Linked DNA regions of Mus musculus: regions 2 and 3 are each linked to region 1. The links are chromatin contacts, called in public Hi-C and promoter capture Hi-C maps. All regions are on one chromosome and are shown on one strand. Each heading gives the region's core, a stretch centred on a gene start, on an enhancer-like site or on the middle of the called end of the contact. The rest is flanking DNA. Distances are from core to core; before and after follow the strand shown. Region 1 holds the start of Ntf3 (neurotrophin 3). Region 2 overlaps Gm10415 (predicted gene 10415). Region 3 overlaps Ano2 (anoctamin 2).

Evidence for each region. Promoter capture Hi-C pulls out the DNA fragments that hold promoters and counts their contacts. Hi-C and Micro-C count contacts between places; a contact is called where the count stands out from the background.
Region 2: a Hi-C map of uterus shows a contact between it and region 1, with 2.1 times the contacts expected there. The contact joins the enhancer-like site here to the promoter of Ntf3 in region 1. A contact is called at or near these places in 5 of 484 Hi-C or Micro-C datasets (all in uterus), 3 of 115 datasets of contacts at active chromatin or transcription factors (craniofacial prominence and embryonic stem cells) and 2 of 9 other capture datasets (adipose tissue and liver).
Region 3: a promoter capture Hi-C map of hippocampal neurons shows a contact between it and region 1, with 5 times the contacts expected there. The contact joins the enhancer-like site here to the promoter of Ntf3 in region 1. A contact is called at or near these places in 6 of 39 promoter capture datasets (the SN4741 cell line, cranial neural crest, hippocampal neurons and 2 more), 6 of 115 datasets of contacts at active chromatin or transcription factors (craniofacial prominence, embryonic forebrain, embryonic limb bud and 3 more) and 3 of 9 other capture datasets (adipose tissue, embryonic stem cells and pancreatic islet).

What each region holds. Positions count from the first base shown.
Region 1 is chr6:126,162,888-126,166,444 of GRCm38.p6, forward strand. It overlaps Ntf3 (neurotrophin 3), which reads right to left and starts at 2,073. Exons shown (of 2, transcript NM_001164035.1): 1 at 1,843-2,073. The coding sequence starts at 1,860.
Region 2 is chr6:126,309,244-126,312,772 of GRCm38.p6, forward strand. All of the region lies in intron 3 of Gm10415 (predicted gene 10415), which reads right to left. Among named protein-coding and RNA genes, the nearest start is that of Gm10415, 18 kb to the right of the region's middle. Within about 2 kb of position 1,713, at least 17 of the 459 cell types and tissues checked have an H3K27ac peak or open chromatin away from gene starts, as enhancers often do. A contact at or near this core is called in embryonic stem cells and uterus, where this site is marked.
Region 3 is chr6:125,912,670-125,916,420 of GRCm38.p6, forward strand. The region is part of intron 14 of Ano2 (anoctamin 2); the gene reads left to right. Among named protein-coding and RNA genes, the nearest start is that of Gm24947, 30 kb to the left of the region's middle. Within about 2 kb of position 1,907, at least 2 of the 459 cell types and tissues checked have an H3K27ac peak or open chromatin away from gene starts, as enhancers often do. A contact at or near this core is called in hippocampal neurons, where this site is marked.

The sequences.
Region 1 (3,557 bases), core at 823-3,322:
CGGGTCTGCTTGATTCTGAGTCACAGTTAGTTGGGTTTATATCTTCTAGATTCCATCTCTCAAATTTCTTTGAGCGACACGCCAGGATCAGGGGAGACGGGCTAAACTGGCAGAGTTCGGGCTATTTAGAAAACAGAACCGACTGTAAAGCTCCCCGGTACAACTAACGTTTAGGGAAGTGTCCTTACATATTTCCTCGGCCGCTGGTTTGTAGTGGAAAGACATCACTTTACTGAAAAGCAGGTTTGTCAACACACTCCTTAAACCCACAGAACTTCCAGCCTCAGACTCTGCGAGTAACACCCACCCTTACAGTCTCCCTTCCCCTCCCCCAGCAGGTCCCCGCCCCCAACCTCTTCACACTCATAAACAAGTCCCGGCTCAGGGGCTCCAGCTCACTAGCTAGCAAGCCGCCTGCTCTGGCTGGGACCGCGTCCTAGAGCAGCCGCCACTCAGACTCTCAACCTGCTACCCGCCGGCCGCCAGAGGTCGGGGTCAATCCGGTGGGTGCTTCCCAGACCTGGAATACGGGAGCCTCGATTCCAGTTCCCGCCTGCGACCTCTCTAATCAACTGTGTCCACACCATTCGGTGCTGGAGTCCCAGGAAGGTGCATCTGAACGCCGCGGAAGAACGCCAAAATTGCGCAAAGCAGTAGCGCCTCTTGGATGCACACCCACTCACTCCCGAAAGCGACAAGGAAAAAAGTCCTCCCCAGCCCTCCCATTCCACACCTTCAAGAGTGCCAAATTTCATTAGAAGTATCCACCACTGTGCAGAGCGCCTTGGTGGCAGCAGGAAACAGTCCAGTTTGCTATGTGTTCTTTTAACTCCGACCTAACTCTGAGGGTCTCTGATGTTCTGGACCCTTCCCATACTACCTCTTGGGGCGGGGGTGGGAACCCTAAAAAGGACTCCGAGAAACTGGCACCAAATCCCTACCGATGGCCCCACCCCGGTACCCACCGTTCCATGGCCGGGTCCCAGACCCACAGGCTGAGCGCTAGCTCCAACATCTGCGCGAAGACCCAGGGTGGGAAGCCATTGGGTTGGCGCTGGCCAGAGTAGCCCAGAGCTAGGGACCCTCTCAGAGAAAAAGCTTTATGTGGGACAACAACGCAGATACGCACTGTTGGGCTTAAGTCCCAACTCCCCCCAACCTGAGAAGTGACGGTGCGGGTCCTGAGCTTTGCAGCCCCTCCCCCAGCCCACGCCCTGCCGGGCTGTGTGTTGGAGCTGATGAACGTTGCCCGGTGGCCAGCGGGGTGCAGGGCACAAGCCGGGATCCTGGTCTCTTCCAAGCCCCATTTTTGTCTGCTACCCGCTTTTATTATAGGATGCGCGGGAGTCTTCTGGGGGAACCAGATAGGAGGGTCGGAGGTGTGTATGCATGAGGTGGAGTAGGATGGTGATGTCCAGAATCCCTTTCTTGCCTTTTCGTGGTCCCCATTTTCCCTCGCCTCCACCTCCTTCCCTTCCCAATGCAGGTTTGTTAAACCTGATCACTTTCCCAGACTGAGGGCGGTTTCTTGAGCAGCCAGGGGACTAGAGAAAAGAGGAGGAGGAGGAGGAGGAGGAGGAGGAGGAGAGCCATATCCACGCGCGCACAAGTGTGCATGCATGTGGAAGGAGGGTGGTGGTAATTGCGCCTAGGCCTGGGCAGATTCGAGCTCAAACTTTGGGGAAGGCACAAGAACCGAAAAGTTAGCGTGTTGCGCGATGGGGGTGGGGCTGGGTGCAGAATTGGGGCCCCCCACGCGGATCCCCAAGAAAATCTCCCCCACGCGATTCCCCCACCCCCTCCGGGACCTGCCCACCCAACGTGCCCGCCACGTCCCCTTACCGTGGCAGAAGTAACCATGGCATCCGTGTGACTATTTCCAGGGACGTCGACATGAAGAGAAAGGTGGACTCGAGTTCGGTCATTCAGTCTCGCCCACCCCTGCCGCAGCCACTACCCAGCGGTGGGAAAAAACGAGGGGAAGAAAGAAAGAGGGAAGAAAGTTGCGCCGGGCTATCTCGCGGGGCGGTGCGCGGAGCTGCTGGGTAAGGAGAGGAGCCTTCAACTCTGAGTCCCGTGAACATAATCTGAGCGGTTATAACCAGCCAACCCGGCCAGATGGCTCCGCGCTCAGCGCCTTAACCCCTTCCGCGCCAAGCCCCCTAGCCCCGCCCGCAGTGACTTGCAGGCCCGCTCCCTGGCATTTTGGAGTTTGCTCTCGAGACCAATGGGAAGACCTAGTCATTTCTCCTAGTCCACTTCAAAGGAAAACAAACGAACGAACAAACAACAAATAAGCCCTCTCAAAATAGCCTACTCTTCATTATCCCCTCTTTTGACCTTCCCTTTTAGAGATGGGGAGAAGGAGCCAACAAAAAACGTTTGATTTATCATTATATTTTACACGTAAATATCTTCGATCTGTCTTATTCTTGAACTTTTTCTTTTAAGGCTTCCTTCCTTTCTTTCTTTCTTTCTTTCTTTCTTTCTTTCTTTCTTTCTAACTAGGCAGATGAAGGCCTTTCTTGCCCCTTGGCTCAGGAAAGCTTGAACCTCAACCTTAAACTCTGTCTCCAAACCTCAGACCCTTCTGTCTTTGGATCTCTCTCCACCCCCTATTAAGCCCCCCCCCAGCCCCCCCAGGCCCTCACAACAACAGGAATCTGCGCATGAACAGTTGCTTGCCTGCCCTCGAACTCCTCAGTCCTGGGGGCAGCTCACAAGGCACAGTTAGTTCAAGCTGTCTAGGGAGGTTAAGTTGCTGAGGTACGGTGAGGGTGGGAGTGCTAAGCAACCGAGGAAGGGGTGGTTTGCGTGTGCGCAGAGTGTGCGTGAAAGAAAAGGAGAGGTATGAGCCAAAGCCCCACGTTCTACACACTCCCTAACTTCTCCACCCCTTTCTTTCAAGGTAGGAGCCGACCCTGGAGCTGAGCATTTGCCCAGCACTCGCCGCTTTGTACAAAAACAATTTGCCCAGAAGAAAGGGCAAGCAAGGCACCCCTTCCTGACTCCCCGAAAGTAGCGACGCTCTCTTGCACAACCGCTAGATTCATTCGAGGAAAAGATCTCAGGGTGGAGGCAAGGGTCTTATTTGTAGATTATTTTAGCTATTCATTAGATTCCCCCCCCACACACACACACACTTGATCCGAGCTGATTCTCTCAGATTTTACAGTGGTCAGAGCATCTAGATTTTGCTCAACTGCGGTCCAAGAGAAATGAAGGGGGAGGGGGGAATCCTAGTGGTAAGGGGAACCGGAGAACCAGAAAGTAGTACACCATTGCTCCTTCATTCCCTCCCCCATTCTTGCAAGGTGGAACTCAAGTCCAAGTGCCCCCTCCCCCCGCCCCCACCTCTGCCACTCTCCAAGTTGCCTCCTGTCAGGACATTTGACTCACACACAGCAGGAGAGGCGATTTGATAGTCCACCTCTTCCTTGCCTCCTAATAAAGTCTGATAAGCAACTCGCAATGTACTTTAGCAAGGTTCCAGGTTCAAAACCTGGAAATTCCTTGGAGATGCATAGGTTTGGTCCACACCCAGGAGTGCCAGAATT
Region 2 (3,529 bases), core at 463-2,962, 150 kb after region 1:
CCTAAGCTACACAGATGAGAGTTTATGTCTGACACTAGTCCTCTGTTTTCTACTTCACATTTCCCATGGAAAGCTTTGTTTGTTTGTCTGTTTGATTTTTTGGTTTTTGTTTTATGTATTTTGAAATAAGAAACTGACTCAAATAGACATTCATTATGAATTTTGTTGTCATTAACAAGTGTCTTCTTTTCATCATGCAGTAGGGGACACTATGCATGTATGTGCCTACATTAATTTAATTCGGGAAGTCCTGTCCTGATCTCCATAAAAGTCTGGTTCAATTATGAGATTTGATGCTCCAAAGATGTGTACTCTCTTTCCTTGTTGGGAAAGTCCAAGCCCAAACCTGTACATGCTTGGGAACCTGTGCTCATATACACACGACCACATGCACCTGCACAAACATACTCACTCAAGATTCATGAATGTTCCCAAGATTCCATTGGAGGCTCATGAGAGTTTGTGGGTTCCATAACATATCAATGGCCATGAGAGCTGCTCAATTTTCCAAAGGTGGGGTTCTGAGTGTTATTGCCATAGAATGTGGTATCATACCTATCCAGCCATAGGGCTGGGAGTTATACAGTGTGGTTCTTTTTGCAGAAGAATACAAGAGGGCTTCTTGTTCTCTGATAACATACAGTGACTTTCTAAAGACAAGACCAGACCAGTCATGTTGTTTTTCACAGTGATCTTCAGTGTAGACTTCACAGGGAGCAGCTTGCAGAAGAAATAGGTCTGACATGCAAAAGCTAGAAAAGCTGTAGTGTGACATCAATGCTTAGCAGAAGATTGCCAGGATGAGCGAGTTTGCAGTGTTTGCTCTCTGAACTATGACTTCCATTAACTGTTTTAGAGGCAACATGTTAGGTCCAGAGGGAATGTGATGCTGTGTTTCTACCATTGTGCAAATGGTAGACATTTTACCATTTTTAGCTCAGTTTAATAAAAATAAGGGTACGTGTGATGAATTCTGAGCTGGAATGTAGATACATAATGAACTGTGAGATTATAAGAGGGAAAATAATTCTTTGGATGACTTTCCCTTAATATTACACAGGATTTATTCACTTTTGGGGTGATTCTTACATTTGCTCCACTGTTTGAATTTGAGAAGAAGCCATATACTTAACCCATCTGAAGTGGGCAAAGGACCCCTAGAAAACAAAGTTTGAGTCCCCTGGTTCCCTTTATCAATCCATTCAAAATTGCCTGGACATAAACATTATACCAATCAATCAGTGGTTAGACTTGCAGGAGATAGTCTAAAGATAAGTAAGAGGCTTCTATACTGTTCTGATCAGAGGAACTTCCCTGTGGATCAGCCTCAGAGTATCTGTGACCGACAGACTAGGACCAGCACCACAAGATGCTATTCACAGAACCCACCTAAAACAAGCCTAGGCATGCCCAGAACTTCACTTGCTTCCGTGTTCTTTCTCTGATTAACTTTGCAATAGATCTTTCTACAGGTCTGCTTTGGCTAAGTAATAGTCAGGTCTGATATGATCTGTAGCCATTCCTGACTCTTGACCTAGCTAATTTCTCACTGTGCTTTCAGCTTGGGTGTTGCATTTAGGTTTCTTGTGCCATACTCTTTTGGGCCTCACTGTCTTGTGTGCTAAGTGCAGTCACATAGAAAAAGCTCCACATAGCATGGAATGACAAACACTTTGTTTGCCTGTCATCTGCAGTTGATTAGCCATGGCTGCCTAAGGCAAGCTTTGTGAGACTGGTGCCAGACAAAGGGTGCAATGAATCCAGGCTGTGCTCTGCTGGGGTCTTAGGAAGCAGAAGTGATTTTCTAGATCACTAGCCACCTGTAAGTCATCAAAAGACAAACTGTAAATTGCATGAGTTTCTAGGAATCTTACGGTATATAGAACCTCGTGATTAAGAAAAGAATGATATTTCCCATTATGTCCCATCATGGTTAAAATTGGGTCTCTCTTTACCTAGCACTTAAGACAAAGTGGTCTTTCCATGACAATGGGAAAAGGAGTGGCTCTTCCCTGGTTCCCATCACAATTAACCTCCTGGAGATTTTGCCTTCCAGCGGGAGTGTGGGATGAGGCCTTGACTGACTTTTTTACTTTTCTTCCAGGCTTCAGCTTGGAGCCTGGAGAGAAAGTAGCAATAGAAGGCTTAAGATCTCTTTCTTCCTTAAGAAGACTTAATTAGAACACTCCAGCCTTCCCTAAGATGTGGTTTTGAAGTATGAGCTCCTCAGACAGTGAGCTAATGAGGAGGGAGAAATTTCTGCCTTGTCATGGGGCTGATCCAAGAACATATCAGCAGAGTTTGATTGAAGACCTCAACCCCTGTCCTGGCTCCCTGGGTCAGGTCGTCATAGTGTAATGACTTACTGTTAATTCTGTATGTGCCAGATGGTCTGGTGTTCAAACAGAGCCTCAGCAATAGTGAAATTGCCCTGTGGAGTAGTGGAGTATTTTACAGCTCACAAAGAACTTTCATGTATTATCTCATTTGAGCCATGGAAACCCCAGACATAAAACATTGCTAGTCTCATTTCATGGATGAAAAAGTCCAGAAAAGCTTCAGTGATTTTTTCCAATGGCTATATACTCACTTGGTGACTAAACATAAATTGGCCTTAAGTCAGCTACCTTAAAAGGCCTCTTTCACTTGATGTGCACTTCTGGCCAAAGAGGAATTTTTTTGGGGGGTGGGGGTGAGGGGTTGAGGGTTAGGGCTCTAGATTTGAATGGGGCATAGAGCTGGTAGAAATACTGACTGTTGAGGAAACACAAATGAAGATCTGAACTTATGGAAAAATAACCCTGAATTCTGAAAAGTGCTTTGGATATTTGGTGACCGATTGAGATTACTGCGTCTTGGATGGCTGTGTTTGTGGCTGGCCTCAGTGTGGGAGGAGAGATAAGGTAGGGTTCATGTTTTCATGCAATGTGGAAAGGTCAGAATTTTTTTCTTGGAATTTTATGTATTAACTCTATCATGCTGTCACTTCTCAAAGACCCCTATGGAGGTCACTGTGGCCCCTTACCATGCATCAGTGTGATGTGTGCTTTCCATATAAAAGGAAGGTTTGAATATAGAAAGAAAATATAACCTTTGCTCTAAAGAACCTTACATTTTGATCTACACACACACACACACACACACACACACACAACGTGTTTGAAGTCAGTGTAAATTCACAGCATTAGAAGTGGGAAAATTAATGTTATATGTCTAGCCTATACAAAAATATAATACATAATTCTTTAATTTCATTCAAGAAAACACCAAACTGTAAATTTAGGATAATTAAATTGTTTCTGTATTCTGTGATATAAAGTATTTGACACAAAGAAAACAAAATAGATATTGGAAATAATGGATTTTTTTCTTTAAAAAAGAATGCTTACCAGTGACCAATGAGTGAGACATTCCTTATACCTTGTAGTGTAGGAGAAATTTGTTACATTTCATTGCTTGAAGAAGTTAACATGAGATTGTGATGCAAGAGTTCAATATTAATCATTAAAAATAAATTAGCAGAGCCCAC
Region 3 (3,751 bases), core at 657-3,156, 250 kb before region 1:
GAGGAAGTTGAATGGCATTTTATCATAACTTCTTTTTAAAAGCATAGTCAACGGCGAATATCTCTTGTGCTCATGCGTGTACACATGTAGGTCCCAGATATGCATATCTTTACCCCTGTTGTGTACATATGTGTGCATGTGTGGACGGTGTGCATGTGCTTTAAGGAAATGCTCTGCATGTTTGGATGTTTGCTGCATTTCCTATGTTGTTGTCATTTATCAGAATAAAGGAAATTCCCATTTGTTCTTATTTTGTTAGGATAATTTAAATGAAATAATCAAACCTTTTCTTAGGAGAAGTCAAACAGTTGTGTAGCTTTTACCTTTAACCTCTGAATATGCTGAACAAACTTTATTAATAAAGTTACATAAGCATTACTGACAAAATATTTAGCATTGCTCTGTTTGCTCTGCTTATAATTTATTTGGGATATTTTTTGTGTCTACATCGATTAGTGGAGTTGGCCTACAGTCTTCCCTTCTTGTGCTGTGTCTGGTTTTGGTGCCAATGTGTACAAGCTGCCCAGTGCAAATCTGGAGCAACTCCTTCTTCTGCTGTTTTCTGGAACACATTACAGCGGGGCAGGATTGTTATTTCTCTAGAGTTTGATAAAAATCAATTTCAAAGGGTCTAGGCCTAGCACTGGAGTTTGTGGGTGGCTTTTTAACTTTGTAGTGTATGTGTGTGTCTGTGTATCTGTGTTGTGTATCTGTGTATGTGTGTGTGCATCTGTGTATGTGTGTGTGCATCTGTGTATGTGTGTGTGCCTGTGTGTTTGTGTGTGTATCTGTGTATGTGTGTGTGTGTCTGTGTCTGTGTGTCTGTCTGTGTATCTGTGTCTGTCTGTGTGTCTGTGGATGTGTTTATGTGTCTCTGTGTGTGTGTCTGTGTGTGTGTCTGCGTGTGGTTTTGTGCTCTTTGGGTTTTAATTTTTAACTTGGTTCCATATTGTTAACTTATGTTTTCCTAGGATATTCTCCCTTTGTGTATATTTTTAGCTTGGTGATATGAAATTCCTCATAGGGTTGTCCTTTAATAGGATTATTATTTATATTCACAGGGTTACTAATATTGCGTGTATCTCCTTTGTGACTGCATCTTTTCTAGGTAAAATCTGACCGAGACTGTCAGATATTTATCAATTTTTGTTGGGCATTTAAAACAACAGATTGAAATAATAGATTTTGCTTGTATTATATTTTTATCCTGTTCATTTTTTCCTCTTATTTAATTTTTCCTCCCCTCTCCTTTCTATTCTTGGTTTTGGGATGTTTAGTTCATTGCTTTCTGTCAGTCTTCATTCTTCCCTAATAAAGGTATGCAAATGTCCCAACATTTAGTTGGCTTGTTCATTCTTTTCCCAACTTAGCTCAACAAGCATTTAAAGGCCAGTTGTTCTTTTGAGTACTGTGTGCTTATCAGTTACAAAAACAATTGAAATATGTAGTCATATTTTATTTTGACACAGGGTCCACTGACCTTGGTCTCACTATGTAGTGACAGGTGGCTTTGAGTCCCTCATCTTCCCGCTCTACCTTCCAGGTGTGCACCCACACGCCCACTACAGTCACTTTTACAAATTATATTTTGTAAAAGGTCCCCATGTGCTTGGAAAGAATGCCAGCTAATGATCTTGATACTTTCAACTTGGAGACTTCAGGCTTCCATTGTCAAGTTCAACTTGCCCTGCCTGAGCTGGTGTGCTGTCAAGGATGTAGATAAAAGGGCCTAATGTGTGGGGAGCCCGATTCCACAGTTGGCCAGGAGTGGTGTTTGGAGTGCTGGCCACTCTCAGGTGGCAATTAATGAGAACTGTGCCTTGTTCTGCCGTTCTGCCGAGGAACAGTAGGGAGGCACGGCTTATCAGAAAGTCTGTTCCCATCACCCATAGCCAGCAGTAGTCCAACTGCCGGAGCAGTGTTTAGCAAGATGCGTATGCAGGCAGCCCTGACACGTACAGCAGGCACTGTTCTGAGTGTTCTCATCGATGCTACCGTCAGATCAGTCCTGGGTAAAGCTAGTCTGGTTATCCCCGCTTCTTCAATCAGGAAATTGCACCTCAGACATGTGAAGTATGAAAGGCTCACAAACTGATTGGCAGAAGGGTGGACTTCCAGCATCCCTGCCTCCAAAAACTGTGCTGTCAACTGGCCCACAGTGATCTTTTATACAAGATACTTATTTCTCATTAATTTAATGTGATCAGCTGGCCATAGAGATGCATACCTATAACCCCAGGCCTGGAGGAGGAGGAGGAGGAGGAGGAGGAGGAGGAGGAGGAGGAGGAGGAGGAGGAGGAAAATAATAGGAAGAGGAGAGGAAAGAGGAAGAGAAGGAAGAAGAGGAGGAGGGGGAAGAGAAGAAAGAGATGGAGGAGGGAGAGGAGGAAGAGAAGGAGGAGGGAGAGAAGAGTGCTGCAAGTTCAAGGACATCCGGGTTTACAGAGTAAGTTCCAGGTTATCCAGAGCAGTGTAAGACTGTTTCAATATACTCGCCTAAAACAAAATAAAAACAAAGAAAATAAGAAGGCTGGTGAATGGTTGCACTATCTATATGACTGAGACCAACCAGAGCCCCACCTCTAAGCCTCTTAAGATGTCACATGTGGTCAATCAGTAGAGTCCATCTTTATGGAAGATGCTGCTTGTACCTTACAATGGTTTCAAATCCATCTATGGATTCGTGCCTTAAGCTTTATTGTACTTGTGGGATTCAATTAATTATCACCAGAAATCATTTTTCCAAATGTTTTGTACTTAAGTGTACCCAACACGAACTGCCCAGTGTTGAACCCTAGAAACTTAAAATAAGAAAAAGAAAGAGTTCAGTCTCTCACCCAACATGGGCTTCCAGAACCAAACTCTTTACGGAGGAACATTTTCAACTAAAACTTTTCTCCACAGTTTGCAAGAAGACCACGTTGCACTGCATTGCACCTGAAAATACCCACACCTAAGCTTCGGCATCTTGCAGCCTCTATCATAGTAGAATTGGTGGGGGGGGGGAGGCTTAAGTGAATCCAGGAGTGTGTGGCAGCCTGCAGTCAGGAATATTAGATGTGCTTGAAGTTGGCATTCACCACCAACCTGACCTTGACCAACTGACCAGACAGTTAATGTCTCAGACTATAAACCCCTTAGATTATAAATCTCTGCCTTAAATGTATACCATCCTTGGAATACTTTGTGTGAAAAAAAAATAAGGACAAAATATGTTTTGTTTCCTCAAACTTCATGATTCACCCACCAGTAGAAGGACAAGGTTCTGCTACTAAAATACATATCTACTCTGAATCTCCTCCTGGGTACTGTGTACTGTGTATGGCGGCCTTGTTCCTTACAGTATAGTCCCCACACATCAGGCTGAGTGAGCTTTCTGAAGTATGAACCATATCATGCCACTTTCTTCCTCCCCAACAAAGCCACCATGGGCTTTCCCATCGTGTCCTGGAGGAGTCCCTAAGAAGCACCTTCCTCCTCCATGGCACACTTCCTCGCGTTCATCACTATGGAGACACAGTCATTCTTTGGTTCTGTCTTTTGAGCACAACAATTGATATCATTTCAGGGGTCCAGCCCTTGCTGGGATGTGCTTCCTTAGTGCTGTGCTGGCTACTTTTGTATCAGCTTGATGCAAGCTAGAGTCAGGCATTCAGGAAGAGAGAGCCTTGGTTGAGAAGTACCCCACCAGGCTGACTGGTAGGCACACCTGTAGGATATTTTCTTGATTGAGTAATGTAAGAGGACCGAG